Regions from separate parts of the Salmo salar genome. Here region 2 is linked to region 1. A link is a contact called in public Hi-C data. All regions are on one chromosome and are shown on one strand. Each heading gives the region's core, a stretch centred on a gene start, on an enhancer-like site or on the middle of the called end of the contact. The rest is flanking DNA. Distances are from core to core; before and after follow the strand shown. Region 1 holds the start of LOC106599295 (zinc finger CCHC domain-containing protein 2). Region 2 holds the start of LOC106599287 (biliverdin reductase A).

Region 1 (7,734 bases), core at 2,238-4,737:
ACGGCGAGTTGAGTTGATGCCAAAGAGCTCCATTTTGGTCTCATCTGACCACAACACTTTCACCCAGTTGTCCTCTGAATCATTCAGATGTTCATTGGCAAACTTCAGACGGGCATGTATATGTATTCTTGAGCAGGGGGACCTTGCGGGCGCTGCAGGATTTCAGTCCTTCACGGCGTAGTGTGTTACCAATTGTTTTCTTGGTGACTATGGTCCCAGCTGCCTTGAGATCATTGACAAGATCTAGTTCTGGGCTGATTCCTCACCGTTCTCATGATCATTGCAACTCCACGAGGTGAGATCTTGCATGGAGCCCCAGGCCGAGGGAGATTGACAGTTCTTTTGTGTTTCTTCCATTTGTGAATAATCGCACCAACTGTTGTCACCTTCTCACCAAGCTGCTTGGCGATGGTCTTGTAGCCCATTCTAGCCTTGTGTAGGTCTACATTCTTGTCCCTGACATCCATGGAAAGCTCTTTGGTCTTGGCCATGGTGGAGAGTTTGGAATCTGATTGATAGATTGCTTCTGTGGACAGGTGTCTTTTATACAGGTAACAAACTGAGATTAGGAGCACACTCTTAAAGGGAGTGCTCCTAATCTCAGCTCGTTACCTGTATAAAAGACACCTGGGAGCCAGAAATCTTTCTGATTGAGAGGGGGTCAAATACTTATTTCCCTCATTAAAATGCAAATCAATTTATAACATTTTTGAAATGCGGTTTTCTGGATTTTTTTGTTGTTATTCTGTCTCTCACTGTTCAAATAAACCTACCATTAAAATTATAGACTGATCATTTCTTTGTCAGTGGGCAAACGTACAAAATCAGCAGGGGATCAAATACTTTTTTCCCTCACTGTAATTGTAATATATCCTGTCTATTGAGCCATATCTGACCATTTGTTTGGGTCCCTTGTTTTACCTCAAACGCACTAGGCTAAAATACATCTTGCTTGAACACTCCTCTCAACATGTGAATGAGAGACCTCAGAGGATGCAATAACAAACAGGACTGAGACTACCTTCTCTCTGAGATAAGGTCCTGTTCAGGAGCTGATTGGGAATACAGCAGGCCGACTGACCCATGTCAGTGCTCCTGAGGCTGAGGTCCTCCTTTCGCAGGGTATGCTGCTTCTGCTGCAACAAAGAAAGTGAAGAGATTGGTGCTTTTGTAAAAAAAAAAAATTGCGTTCTCCCCCAATAATAGTCCCACTAAACAACTTCCCCCTTACAATACTTAACTGGAACCAATACTAATTTCCTCCTCTCCACATGCTTTGAAAACTAAAATTTTTTTCAACTTTTTCAGTTGAATTTATATTCATAAGTCAGCTCCGTTTTTATTAGAAATACCGCCTAGCTGCAGGAAAATGTAGACTAACTGTCTTAACGAAACATATAATTATGCCGAGAGCCAGCCAAGAGGGCATGACAGAGTGCCCCTATAAGAGAGCAGTCAGTCAGTCAGACAGATGAGAGAGAGGGTGTTTGTCTCATTCAAACTCCTGGCTTTTTCATTGGATGCCAGAGAGAAAGAGGGGGAGAGAGAGAGAAAGAAAGAGGGGGAGAGAGAAAGTGAAAGAAAGAGGGGGAGAGAGAAAGAGAGAGAGGGGGAGAGAAAAAGGTTTCTCCAACACAATGCAAAGTAAGATCACAATACAACCATTCACAAGAATGCTGGGTGTTCCCATTCATAATAGCTAGCTACTGTGGAGAAGATGACAGAAGACACAGTAGCCGTGGCCAGCATGTCTGCTGAAACCAGATAAGCGGTCTCTCTCTATTCTCCTGATTGAGAAAGTGATCTTCATTCTATGGCGTCTGTCATTTTGTGACAGCACAATGAACTCGGCTTGTAGTCATATGGCCATGCACTCAAGACTGTTCATGGAAATGAAACTGCTTTAAGCAATACTTGGTATGAAAGGGTTGAACCTCTTTCCTCTCTTTTTATGCTAACTCCACAAGTCTACTCACATCAGTACATGCTACGGTTATTACAGTCTATCCCCACAGCAATTATTTGGTCCCACTTTACCAGAAATAAAGTGCTACAATGCGTCATCTGAACTAAAATGTGATTACATATAGATTTTGTATAAAAAAGTAATCTGTTCATTCCTATGATCTAGGTGGCCAGTAAAAAACAGGTTATTCTTGTTTAAGTACTACCTACCTAATTAATTATTGTCAAAGTAAAAGTCAGGTGAAAGTTTTACTGGGGAACGCCCCCTGCGGACTTGTCAACATCATAAGTACCAGGGCTCCCCAAGGGGGTGGGTGCATTTCAATAGTCTACAGTAGCAAAGCCTTCACTGGCTTTCTTCTCGTTTCCTCACCTGCACTGATCTAATGGCACAGGATAATAAATGCGATGGGAGCCTTTCACCTGCTCAGTGACAATAAGAAGTGAGGTAATGAGTTGAGCTAAGGAGAGGAGGTAAGGTGAGGAGGCCCCTTTGGATTCACTCTTGAGACGCACTTAAGCTGTCAATGTGATGCTTACCTGGACGCTCGGGCGGTTGTGGCAATACCTTCTCTCCTCTATGGCCCGTTCCACATTGTCCAACTGGTGCCTGGCAGTATCCCTCTGGTGAAAAGAGAACGCCGGGTGCAGCGAGGCCATGGTGAAAAGCAGCGCCAAGTGCTCCAGGGAACCCGACTCTGCCTCCAGTGGAGGCCCACTGGGATGCTCCAATCTCCCGGACTTCATTCCGCCATCGCGAGGGGAATGTTGATCAGGTACATTCTGAGCGCTCCCACGTGGAGATACTGGAACGCCATGATAAGTATTCAAGTACAGCGCTGGGTCCATATGGTTCAAAGCACGATAAAGTGTGCCCGCGCATTCTCTGTTTTCAGATCTCAAAAGTGACAGGTAGACAAGTAGTTTGGAACGCACGACAGGGTCGGCAACGTCCATAAGGAGGCCCAAGTCAGTTTGACTGTTCGCCCTTATCTCAAAGTCTCGGAAGACGTGGAAATCTTTCCGTGCAAGGTCCTCAAGGCAGGATCCGAAAAAGCGAAGCTCAAGTGGTTGACACATATGAAGTATTCCGTACATAAACTCTATCCGCTTTGCTGGGTTGAGGTGCAAGCCGAACCACTCAAACACCGTCTCCTTGTCAATTTGCGACAGGCGACACGATTCCCTCGTTGAATCCTTGAACCGGTGGCTCACACCACGGTACGAAATCGAATCAATAGTGAGACTGTTGTAATCGGTATTTTCCTGCTCGTCTTCGACGGTATGGTATTCTTCCTCCGCCGTTCGCATGGGCAATTTAATTTTCAGCATGATCAACTCTGACAGGACTTGTTAGCGATTATCAATTCATTCAAACGTATCGGAGAATTACATACTCGCTCCGTTCGCATCTGTACACTGCTGTGGAGTTGTATTTATGTGATATTAGATGGAAATGAAATGTTGAGATTATGTATAGCTGGCTCAGTAACTCATTTTCATGCACTGACTGTACCACTCGAAAATCCCATAGTTGACTCCTCCCATCGTTCATCAAACTGCTGGGTCCTAACTTCATCCCACCCGGTACCGGGTCGTGACAAGGGTGCGTTTACCAGAGGTCACCGAAGTCACTTTCTCTCATTAATGTAAAAACATTCATTTTTTTTTACTAAATGTGTCAGTGCTGTCACAATGGATTGTTATTCTATAATATTCGATTTCATTCGATATTCTATATTTAATTGCATGAAACTGTGAAGTGCAATTCACTGAAATATTTACACAATAGAGAGAGTAATGGCGTCTTTTTGTAGGCACCAACTCGGTCACGGCTAGAAGGAATCCAGCTTCGGTTCTGAGATTTAAAAAAATATATGTTTTAACTTAATTTAACAGGGCAAGTCAGTGAAGAACAAATTCTTATTTACAATGACGACCTGGGAGCAGTGGGTTAACTGTCTTGTTTAGGGGCAGAACGACAGATTATTAGCATGTCAGCTCAGGGATTCGTTCTAACAACCTTTCGGTTACTGGCCCAACGCTCTAACCACTAGTCTAACTGCCGCCCCGATCGTAACTTTTAAAATGTTTAAGCATTTATGAAAAAAACACAAAATACATAAAGGCTTCATAATTTACAATGGTTATGTTAACTGGCTGATTGTCTTATAGAACAAATCCTATAAAATCTCATAAACCTGTGTTAACCTCAGACCGTATTTTCAGCGTTTATTCCAAACCCCTATTCTTTCCCCATTCATTTTGCCGATAAGAATTTCTGAACGAACCAGAGGTAAATAATTTACGTTTTTTAGGACTACAAGCTGGCTATCTCTAGATTGCACACGATATAGTCAAATATGTTTTATAAGTAACCCATTATAGACGTTTCCAATGTGATCAAATTAATCATTGTGGGCAGAACAAGTAAGGAGGTAAAGCCAAACAGGAGCTACTAGTGAGATCCTATTGGCGCGTTCTAACACCGACTTGCATATTTCCGTTATGGAACGCCTGCTCTGTGAAGTACGCATGTGCAATAACTCCATTCTCGTGTACTCTTTCTAAACAACGTAATTCTATGAGACTTTGGCAAAGGCTAAGTCTACAAAACGCCGTCCACTCTGTTTGTTATAGATTCTAGTTTTGGAAACAGAACTGTATGGGGATCAAATGTTTCATTGATGATACAATTAGCAGAATGTCAGCCAAAATCCATCTCACTCCATCTTCTTACACTGCCAGCCACTGGGCTTCCTCTCATCACCATATTTGGTAGTTAGTGGAAACGCCAACCAGATGCTACATTACATCCGTTTTTAATATCTGGCCCATTGTTCTATCTGTAATTTAGTTGTCATATACTGTAGTTAGATTAATTAATGTAAAGAATTTGTGTGGTATTATGCACGAGTTTTCTTATCTTTGTCAACAGATGGCGGTATTTCATTACAATCCACTAGGGGCCTGTACTTTGCTACAGACAGTAGATTACAGCAAACACTGTGAATACCAGGGATGGGCAATTTTGATGAGGATGGGGGCCACAAAAAATCTGAACTCATCATGAGGTGCTCGCAGGTTTGCATACCCAAATACTGTACATACCCACACATGCAGTCAGTGCCAGCCCTAGCCTTTTGGGGGCCTGTCATGCCAAATAGTGTCCCACTCTACTTCACAATGGGATTCAATAAACTATTAGCGTCTGTTGCTATATCAACGGTGTGATGTCCTAATGATTAGAATTGTGGATATCATTACAGCCTAAATGACGTTCTTTTCATCATCGCTATGCAACAAGTTTTGTTTAGCTAATAAAATGAAAACATAAATTCTAACTACTTTTTGGTACCTTGTTAACATTACAACATGAAATCCATGTCTAAATGTTGCTAAATGGCAAAGACAACGTGTAATCTGCTTGACACATTAAGTTACTTACCTTACAGATCACGAAGTCAGCTAATTTCCACTCCATTCATATCAAAATCCATTTGATTCATACACTGGTTTGTCTTGCTGTAATGTTTTAATTTTAATCTGCCCTTCCCTTGTCTACACTGAAATAATATAATTTCAGTAGTCCTCTATTATGATTCATTGTTTTCTATCTATTAGTACACCCTTGTGGTTGAATATATATATATATGTATATGTAACTATTGTAGGTCATAGGATACAACAATGAATAATGTGGAACGAATAAATACCATCAAATGATACCTTTACAACTTACAATAATGAACACCTTATGAAACAGCTGTGAAAGCCACCCTGCCAATATTTAAGATTTTAATACATAAACAATGATCGTTTTTTGGTACAGTTGTCATTTTTTTTTAAAACTTTTTTTTTCACCTTTATTTAACCATTTAGGCTAGTTGAGAACAAGTTCTCATTTACAACTGTGACCTGGCCAAGATAAAGCAAAGCAGTGCGACACAAACAACAACACAGAGTTACACATGGAATAAACAAGCGTACAGTTAATAACACAATAGAAAAAAAAGAAAGTCTATATACAGTGTGTGCAAATGGCGTGAGGAGGTAAGGCAATAAATAGGCCATAGTAGTGGAGTAATTACAATTTAGCAAATTAACACTGGAGTGATAGATGAGCAGATGATGATGTGCAAGTAGAAATGCTGGTGTGCAAAAGAGCAGAAAGTAAATAAAAACAATATGGAGATGATGTAGGTAGATTGGGTGGGCTGTTTACAGATGGGCTATGTACAGCTGCAGGGATCAGTTAGCTGCTCAGATAGCTGATGTTTAAAGTTAGTTAAGTCTCCAGCTTCAGCGATTTTTGCAAATCATTCCAGTCATTGGCAGCAGAGAACTGGAAGGAAAGGCGGCCAAAGAGGTGTTGGCTTTGGGGATGACCAGTGAGATATACCTGCTGGAGTGCATGCTGCGGGTGGGTGTTGTTATCGTGACCAGTGAGCTGAGATAAGGCGGAGCTTTACCTAGCATAGACTTATAGATGACCTGGAGCCAGTGGGTCTGGCGACAAATATGTAGCGAGGGCCAGCCAACTAGAGCATACAGGTTGCAGTGGTGGATGGTATATGGGGTTTTGGTGACAAAACGGATGACACTGTGATAGACTGCATCCAGTTTGCTGAGTAGAGTATTAATTTATTTTCACAGATTATGTTTTGTACACTCACATGGCAATCAGACTGCAATACTTAATTCTGGTGTGTGGAATAAAGAGGTCGGTGCTGTGTGATTGGGAGGTTCTGCCTGTCACTTATTCTCAACAGGCAGTCTTGGAAGGGGGACTTGAAGAGGGAGACTGCGAAGTCCAGGCAGTGCTGCTTTCTTTGTTCTGAGTGTTTGCAGTGCTAGTGTTTTTAGTTCATCTGTGTATCTCACATATTATATGCCCAGTATGATACGGCTAGCAAACTTTATTAGCAGATAATGACAACATGACAATAATAGCAGCTTTAGAGGATGCAATGAGATGGAGGGGATGGGATGAGTGTGCAGATTATTGGGTAATCAGAAGTCACTAGATGCAGAATTTCATCTGGAGGGAGAGGAGAAAGAGTTAAAACCTCTTAGGGATAGGGGGCAGTATTTTCAGGTTCAGATGAAAAACGTGCCCAAATTAACCTGCCTCCTACTCAGACTCAGAAAGTAGGATATGCATATTATTAGTAGATTTAGATAGAACAAATCTGAAGTTTCTAAAACTGTTTGAATGATGTCTGTGAGTATAACATAACTCATATGGCAGGCAAAAACCTGAGAAAAATCTAACCAGGAAGTGGGAAATCTGGTGCTTGTAGTCTTTTCAAGTCATTGCCTATCCAACACACAGTGACTTAGGGTTCATTTTGCACTTACTAAGGCTTCCACTAGATGTCAACAGTCTTTAGAACCTAGTTTCAGGCTTTTGCAGTGAACAGAGAGCGATCAAGAAGGCCGGGAAGTTGGTGACTCAGGAAAGGACATGAGTTCATTGGCGCGCATTTACGTGAGAGGTAGCTGTGTTCCAAAACGTTTTTCAAGACATTGGAATCATCCGGTTGGAATATTATTGACGTTTTATGTTAAAAAGGCCCTAAAGATTGATGCTATACAACGTTTGACATGTTTCAACAAGCGTAAATATAACTTTTTTTAAACTTTTCGTCGTGAAATTTTGGCCGCGCTTCCTACATTTGGAGTAGCTTACTGAACGCGCAAACAACAAGGAGGTATTTGGACATAAATTATGGACTTTATCGAACAAAACAACATTTATTGTGGACC
Region 2 (7,734 bases), core at 2,547-5,046, 150 kb after region 1:
CCGGGTGGAGATTATAACAGCACATGGCCAAGATGTTCAAATGTTCATAAATGACCAGCATGGTCAAATAATAATAATCATAGTAGTTGTCGAGGGTGCAACAAGTCAGTAACACAAGAGTAAGTGTCAGTTGGCTTTTTCATAGCCGATCTTTGAGAGTATCTCTACCGCTCCTGCTGTCTCTAGAGAGTTGAAAACAGCAGGTCTGGGACAGGTAGAACGTCCTGTGAACAGGTCAGGGTTCCAGCAGGTCTGGGACAGCAGGTCTGGGACAGGTAGCACGTCCGGTGAACAGGTCAGGGTTCCATAGCCGCAGGCAGAACAGTTGGAACTGGAGCAGCAGCACGGCCAGTTGAGCTGGGGACAGCAAGGAGTCATCAAGCCAGGTAGTCCTGAGGCATGGTCCTAGGGCTCAGGTCCTCCGAGAGAGAGAAAGAAAGAGAGAAAGAGAGAATTAGAAAGAGCATATTTAAATTCACACAGGACACCGGAAAAGACAAGACAAATACTCCAGATGTGACAGACTGAACCTAGCCCCCCGACACAAACTACTGCAGCATAAATACTGGAGGCTGAGACAGGAGGGGTCAGGAGACACTGTGGCCCCAATAACTGCTTTAGAGGTAATGCTAGCTTCCTATTAAAGATACTTCAGCAAGCTATGATGTTGGCAATTGATGATACATGTATGCTGCTATTTGCTATGTTGAAAATTACAATCACAGATTTGTAAAACAGACAGGAAATAGTAGCATCTTGGTTATGTGAGGGCTCAATCTTGAATTAAACTTTGTTTTGGTTCAGCAAAAATATGGCATGCAACCTTGGGTTATGACAAATAAACACTATGACCAAGTTACACAGTTGGTGATAGAATTATTAATTTACCCAGTTTAGATATGCCGTTTTATTTTCTTCTGTCTTCTCAGAATGGGAAGGCAGCCCATAGCTACAGGAAAATGTTCGATGTCTCACAAATATGAGGTGTGCAAAAATAATGAATGTGACATTAAGCAGACTTTTTTTCTAAAGCGGCAGTATGCATGGGTTCATTTTCAGTTTATGGCACCGGGAATCGAACCCAAAATCATGACGTTTCGAGCACCATGATTTTTTCTATTGATTGTTATGGTCGTTATTTATTTAGCTATTTTGATAGGCCATAGACTACATCTGTAATAGTTTAATAGCCTACTGCAATAATTCAACATACAGGGTTGTAGGCTGCATCACTCCTTCAGCCTAAATAGCAGATTATCAAAGGGAAGATATAGGCTAGGCCTTTGCGTTCCTCCAGGCTGCGCTCTGCGGGCTCCGGGCACGCGCCACTATTGATAGGCCTACGTTTTTAGAAAATATAATTATTATACCTCTAGGCTACAACAACACAGTGCGATGAGTAATGTATTATTATTAGTACACAAATATTGTCTAAGGTGTAAACTGCAGTGATGTAGGATCATTTGAATTAACGCTCAAACGTCATTTTGTGTTTTATGCCTGAATAAAGCCCCGATCAGCTATGGGTTTATTCTCAACAGTTTACAAAGTCCAGAAAATGACATCAGGCCACTCATATGGTGTATTTTGTCAGGATGTATCGGCGTTTAACGATAGGCCTACTATAGAAAAATAGTAGCCTATGAGAGTGAGATGTAGTCTGTCGTGGATCATGTATTCCAAGTCGTCCTAATATTCACATGGCCACCAGTATATGCCTACAAATCGTTAATGCCATTATATTAGGCCAGAATTGTCCGAAGGACTGAAATTAATAGAATTAGTGAGAGTGACGTTCCCCCAAGAAATCTGTAGTAAAATCTAATGAATTTATAGCATAGATTCTCTACGGTCCTTCTCCATGTAATAGCCTAATGGGCCGAATTTTAGCATGCAAATGACCCAGCATATTCTTGGTGAAATTATTACATTAAATCGTTTTTTTCTTTATTCTTCCATCACCTGCCTAATAGAAACCTCATATGGCCTACTTCTGAAAAAGTTAATCGGTCCAGATATGATGAAGTGTACTCAGCCCGAGTACCATTAGCCAGAACCCCAGTAGCCTAATATGATTCCGCCGGACTCGGGAAGAGCTCGGCCCGTATGAAGTCCCCCGAGTCTGAGTCGATGCCGAGTCGGAATAGGCCCGAATCCACAGTGTTGACTATCAGACCCAGAGAACACCAGCAAAGACCAAGATTGAAGTAGTCTAACACAATAGAACACTGAAAACCCATTGAAGAACTCACATGTACAGATTTACAATGTATTTATAAAAATGATCTCCATATTAATTTCAGGGTCAACACCTTGGGATTCTTGTGGCAACATCGCCATCTGGTGTATTCAAAGTGCAATTACAGCCGTCGAAGATAAGCGCAACCAAGGACAGCACTGTAGCAGACAGCGTAGGAAATTCGTTCCAGCAAAGCTTTCCTGTAGTCCAGTGTAAGCATTTTGTTCGAAGACTATTACAACGAAATTAAATTAATAAGAAATTCAGTACTTTTAAAATAGATTTCAGGCCTTCATCTAGGTAAGGACTAAAGAAGTCTTAACCATAGACCGTATATAAACCATAGACATTTAGGGTGTTTTCACACATAGGCCTCTTTAATATAACCGACCTCAGTCCTGTTTCAAGTGAACTCTGGGGTAGAAAAAAAAGGCAAAGTTCTCAGTTCTCTTTGTATTCACACCGCCCTTACCTTTGAACGAGGACTGAAACTCTTTTGCCAATGTACTTCACCTATTTTGTGGTCCGAGTCCCCTTTGCATTCACATTGCTATGTTTAGAAAGGAACCAAGATCTTTTTCCAACATTCAATCAATGCACTGTGGGTTTTTACAAAGTGCAGAACAAGCCATTCCATCAGACTGTATTATCAGACAGCTAGATATACCTTATACCTACTTACATTTTGGAAGCTAATATATTGATTGCATTTATTTCAAAAGTGACACATCATAATTGTAATCAGAAGATACTATTAACATGTAAATATTATTGGTAACAGAATAAATAGAAGAATAACTGCAGATTAAATAATGCTGTAATTGACAATTTTACAGCCAATTTAGGCTACTGCCCCTTTAAGAGCTAGAATATATTTTTTTACCATATGTTGCGATTCTTACCAAACATGTTGTCGTCTACTCACACTATTCAAACGCCACAATCGAATTAACAGTTAATGAAGCTCTCTTAGCCTATAGATCACATATTGCAAACAAATAATCTGAACTAAAATCGGAATTTTGTGGCACTAATGTGAGGGGCTATGGCAGGGGTTAATGGTGTTGCAGTAGTGTAGTGCGGGAATAATGACAAGAGAACCTGGGGAGTTTTGTGTTCACAATGACCTAAAAAAGGGAACCGGACAGCGGAATTCAAGCCAACCGAACTCAGTCAACCTCTCATGATGTTTTTCACTTAGGCTCGTTTCAGGGTCTGAGTTCCTTTGGAGTGTTCACACTGCACACAAAAAACTAAGCCAACCGCACTGAGTTCACACAAATTGTCTGTAAGGGACCATGTGATAACACCCTTAGTTAAACTGAGGACATTCATGCTGCCATGGGAGTCGCCATATATTGTTGCATAAACCATCACATACATATATCTAAACATTCGTGGACATTATGTGTAAAGAAACGAAAATATCATAATTACCTAGTGTCATAGCAGGTCTGTATTTGTTTTATAACAACAACAAAAAAAAGCAAACCACATAACTTCCGACGAGACGTCCATCACGTGAGTAGACTTGATTCACCAATCACCGCGTTATATGGACGTCACACGCAAGCAGTAAAAAAAAAAAAAACACGTGAGCTGGTTATGAAAGTTATATCACCGGGGCAAGAGAGTCGATTACTTTGTTTAACGTAAGCATTTTATTCACTTCAACGAGACAAGGGTCCTCAAAGGCAATTCAGAAAAGGGTTGGTAAGGAAATCAAGCTTGAATTTAAAGCAGTTTAAATTCAGTACGGAACTAGCTACTCATTCAACGAGGACAGCATTGTTACCTGCATTGCAACATTGTTGATGTCATGTTAGATCATATACTTATCATTATTATGTCAATTATGAATTTCCTGGTCATTGGTCTAGTTTCAAGTTACTTTGTGTAAGGCATTGTTTTTCTGTATAGTTTTGTTAGTTAAAAAATATGGCAACTGCCATCAATGGAGAATGTGACGATTCAAGATATTTATATGGATTAACTAAATACATCTGTATTAAAACTGTTGGATCTGTCTGAATTTACAGAAGTGAAACAGGGTGGTTTCTTTCTAACCATTTCCTTCCCAACCACCATGTTTCACTTCTGTAAATTCAAACAGATCCAACAGTTTTAAGACAGATTTATTTAGTTAATCCATATAAATATTTAGAATCGTCAAATTCTCCATTGATGGCAGTTGCCATATTTTTTAACTAACAAAACTATACAGAAAAACATTGCTGTGTTCCTTCGAATCTCTGTCCAGAACTTGTCTTGGGTCTTTATGCAGAGTGCACAGTTGATAAGCTCTGACTCCATCTCTTTGCAGTCAGACATGTTTGGTTCAGTGGTGGTTGGCATTGGGACGGCAGGCTTGGTGAGGATCAGGGACATGCTAGCCCCTCTGCCCTCCAGCGCAGCTGAGAAGCTCAGTGTCAAAGGCTTCATATCCAGGTGAGGCACCAAGACTCATCTCATAGTTTTTTTGGACACGCTGTGCACAGCAGTGTGTCTAGGTCCATGTGCTGGTTTTGGCAGGAACAACTGGTGTTAAAAAAACAATGGTAAAATTCGCACACTGAAATAATACCTTGATTTTAGTGCTTTTTTATTATATGTGCAGTGCAATTAACTTTGTTGCACTGCACATATTAAATAGATATATAGTCACTGTCCTGTGACCTGTACTCGGTCACAGAATCAGCAGCTCGGTCCTGCATACTGTAGCAAACAATGTGACTCTATTTCAAAGCAATTTTTCCGTAGTGAATATGACTCTGGTGTTGTCTTTCCATAGGAGGATCCTGGAGGAGCAGCAGGGAGTGAAACAAATCACTGTTGAGGATGCCCTGAGCCGGGACGACATAAAGGTGGCTTTCGTGTGCACCGAAAACGCTGCCCATGAGGAAAACATCAGGTAAAATGCTTTCTATCTCTCACTGACCACATATCTCTATTATAGTCCTCTGTGGTAGTTGTTTAGCTATCCCTTCGTCAGTTTTGTTTCTATCTGAAATGCTCGTACACAAGAGCTATATTTTCACCATGTTACAAATCACCACTAGGAGACAGCACTAGAACACGTATATTGTCTGTATCAATCCTCAGTACACTATTTTCTTTCTTTCTCAGTCCACTGAGGCTCCATCTCGGTGTAAAAACTGTACGTTAATTAACCATTCATTGAACCTGGCCCATTTACTAAACCCTCAGACAAACTGTTGGAGCTAGGAACACAAGCATTTCGCTACACCCGCAATAACATCAGCTAAATATGTGTATGTGATCAATACAATTTGATTAGATTTAACAGTTCTAGTTTATAAGCTATATATTATACAGCATTGAGACATATTGTGACACAGTAAATTCAATGTTATATTACATGTACAATCCACATAAAATCAACAGTGTAATGTTTGGATTCAATCTTGTCAGGTGAACTGTTGTGTCCTCACCTTTAGTCTAATAATTTTACCATAATTTTCAAACTTCCCTTTGAATTATTGTCACCCACTTCCCTTGAAAAACAGTTTGCCCTACAGCTAATTCTGCCAAATCAAAAGAATGTGCAAAAAACTATCAGATTTCGACAGAAATATGACTGAGACGCAAATAAAATTCAAGGAGAGGGGGTACAAAAATGGTCAGATTAATACTGCCATTGAGAAAATTCAAAATAAAACAAGACATTACCTTTTTCAAGGTCAGTCTCGCAAAAAGAAGCATTCTTGCGTTCTAACTACCCGATATTCAAAGTGCTCTGAACAAATTAAGGGAATCGTTCACAAACATTGGCACGTTCTAAGATCCGATGACAGTATCGGTAATGTGTTTTCGGACCCTCTCTTGGTCGTATTCTCGTGGGGCAGAAATCTCAGAGATCAACTGGTAAAGTCTGATTTACCACCCCAAGATGTCCCTGCACAAAGTCTATTTGCGCCCCTACTGGATGGAAACTACCAGTGTAATGGCTATGCTCAATGCAATGGCACTTATAAATGTAGATCCTTCAAACACCCCCAAACAAGGAAACAGATCCAAATCAAAGTTGTTATCACGTGCTCCACTAAGGCAGTTATTTATCTTATAACTTGTCCTTATGGTAAAAATTATGTGGGTAAAACAAAGTGCGAATTAAAAGTACGAATCTCGGAGCATCGTAGCACCATTGGGTGCAAAAACTCGACTTACCCAATTGCGGCCCACTTTTTTGGAAGCAAACCACTCGATTTTGTCCCTACGTTATATTGGCATCAAACATGTCACCCTCCCTAGGAGAGGGGGTGACCTCGACAATTTATTGTTAAAACGAGAGGCTGCCTGGATCTTTCATTTAAAGACCCCTGCTCCCTTCAGTCTCAACGTAGACTTTGACCTGAAGCCATACTTGTGATTATTGTGATTTTGCTATTGTAAATGTTTGTAGGCTTATGTAGCCAAATTGTATATATGATCGTATGCTATTAATTTAAGTTTTTTGAATGCTATTTTAATATATGAGAATGAACCAATGATATCAGGCCACACCCGGCCGTGATTACAGACACCTGTGTGTGTCCTTTGACACTATATAAACTAGTCACCCCGCAGAGTTTGTCATTATACCCTAATGAAGACAGCTTGTCTGTCGAAACGTTGGTTATTAAATTATTGCATCTGAGCTCCTAGAGTGTGCGGCTCTCCTTTAATTTTTCAAAAACCCTTTTAATTGCTACCATGCTTATGCGTCATATGCATTTCATATTTCTTCTGTAAGAAACATTTCCGTGTAGCTGTTTTGATGTACAGCACTCAAACCCTGGAGAGGACCACCAAGGCTACAGCTCTCTAATGGCTCTCTTTATGACTGCGAACTGTAGCGAAAAAACACAGAAATTGTTTTTTTTTTCTCTCTCTCACTGCTAAATGTACAGAGTGTGCAGAGATGGGCTATTAAAGAATGGAGAGTTATTTTAGGCTGGTTAATGAGGGTGTTTAGAACATGGCCATCATGTTTCACTGGTAGACAGTTCCAGGCTAATTGTCTAAATGGAACAGCAGGAACTGCCCTTCATACTGTAAAGGGAAAAAAGCCATGAAATGTTATTGAGAACAGCTTTTTCATAGAGGATACAGTGAGGGAAAAAATTATTTGATCCTCTGCTGATTTTGTATGTTTGCCCACTGACAAAGAAATGATCAGTCTATAATTTTAATGGTAGGTTTATTTGAACAGTGAGAGACAAGAATAACAACAAAAAAATCCAGAAAAACGCATGCCAAAAATGTTATAAATTGATTAGCATTTTAATGAGGTAAATAATTATTTGACCCCCTCTCAATCAGAAAGATTTCTGGCTCTCAGGTGTCTTTAATACAGGTAACGAGCTGAGATTAGGAGCACACTCTTAAAGGGAGTGCTCCTAATCTCAGTTTGCTTCTGTGGACAGTTGTCTTTTATACAGGTAACAATCAATCAATCAGATTCCAAACTCTTCACCATGGCCAAGACCAAAGAG

What was found. Hi-C and Micro-C count contacts between places; a contact is called where the count stands out from the background.
Region 2: a Hi-C map of muscle shows a contact between it and region 1, with 3 times the contacts expected there. The contact joins the promoter of LOC106599287 here to the promoter of LOC106599295 in region 1. A contact is called at or near these places in 2 of 3 Hi-C or Micro-C datasets (gill and muscle).

The regions. Positions count from the first base shown.
Region 1 is chrssa03:27,230,639-27,238,372 of Ssal_v3.1, forward strand. It overlaps LOC106599295 (zinc finger CCHC domain-containing protein 2), which reads right to left and starts at 3,488. Exons shown (of 14, transcript XM_045716027.1): 1 at 2,506-3,488; 2 at 1,022-1,136. The coding sequence starts at 3,297.
Region 2 is chrssa03:27,383,663-27,391,396 of Ssal_v3.1, forward strand. It overlaps LOC106599287 (biliverdin reductase A), which reads left to right and starts at 3,797. Exons shown (of 7, transcript XM_014190446.2): 1 at 3,797-3,891; 2 at 4,563-4,687; 3 at 5,031-5,150. The coding sequence starts at 4,569.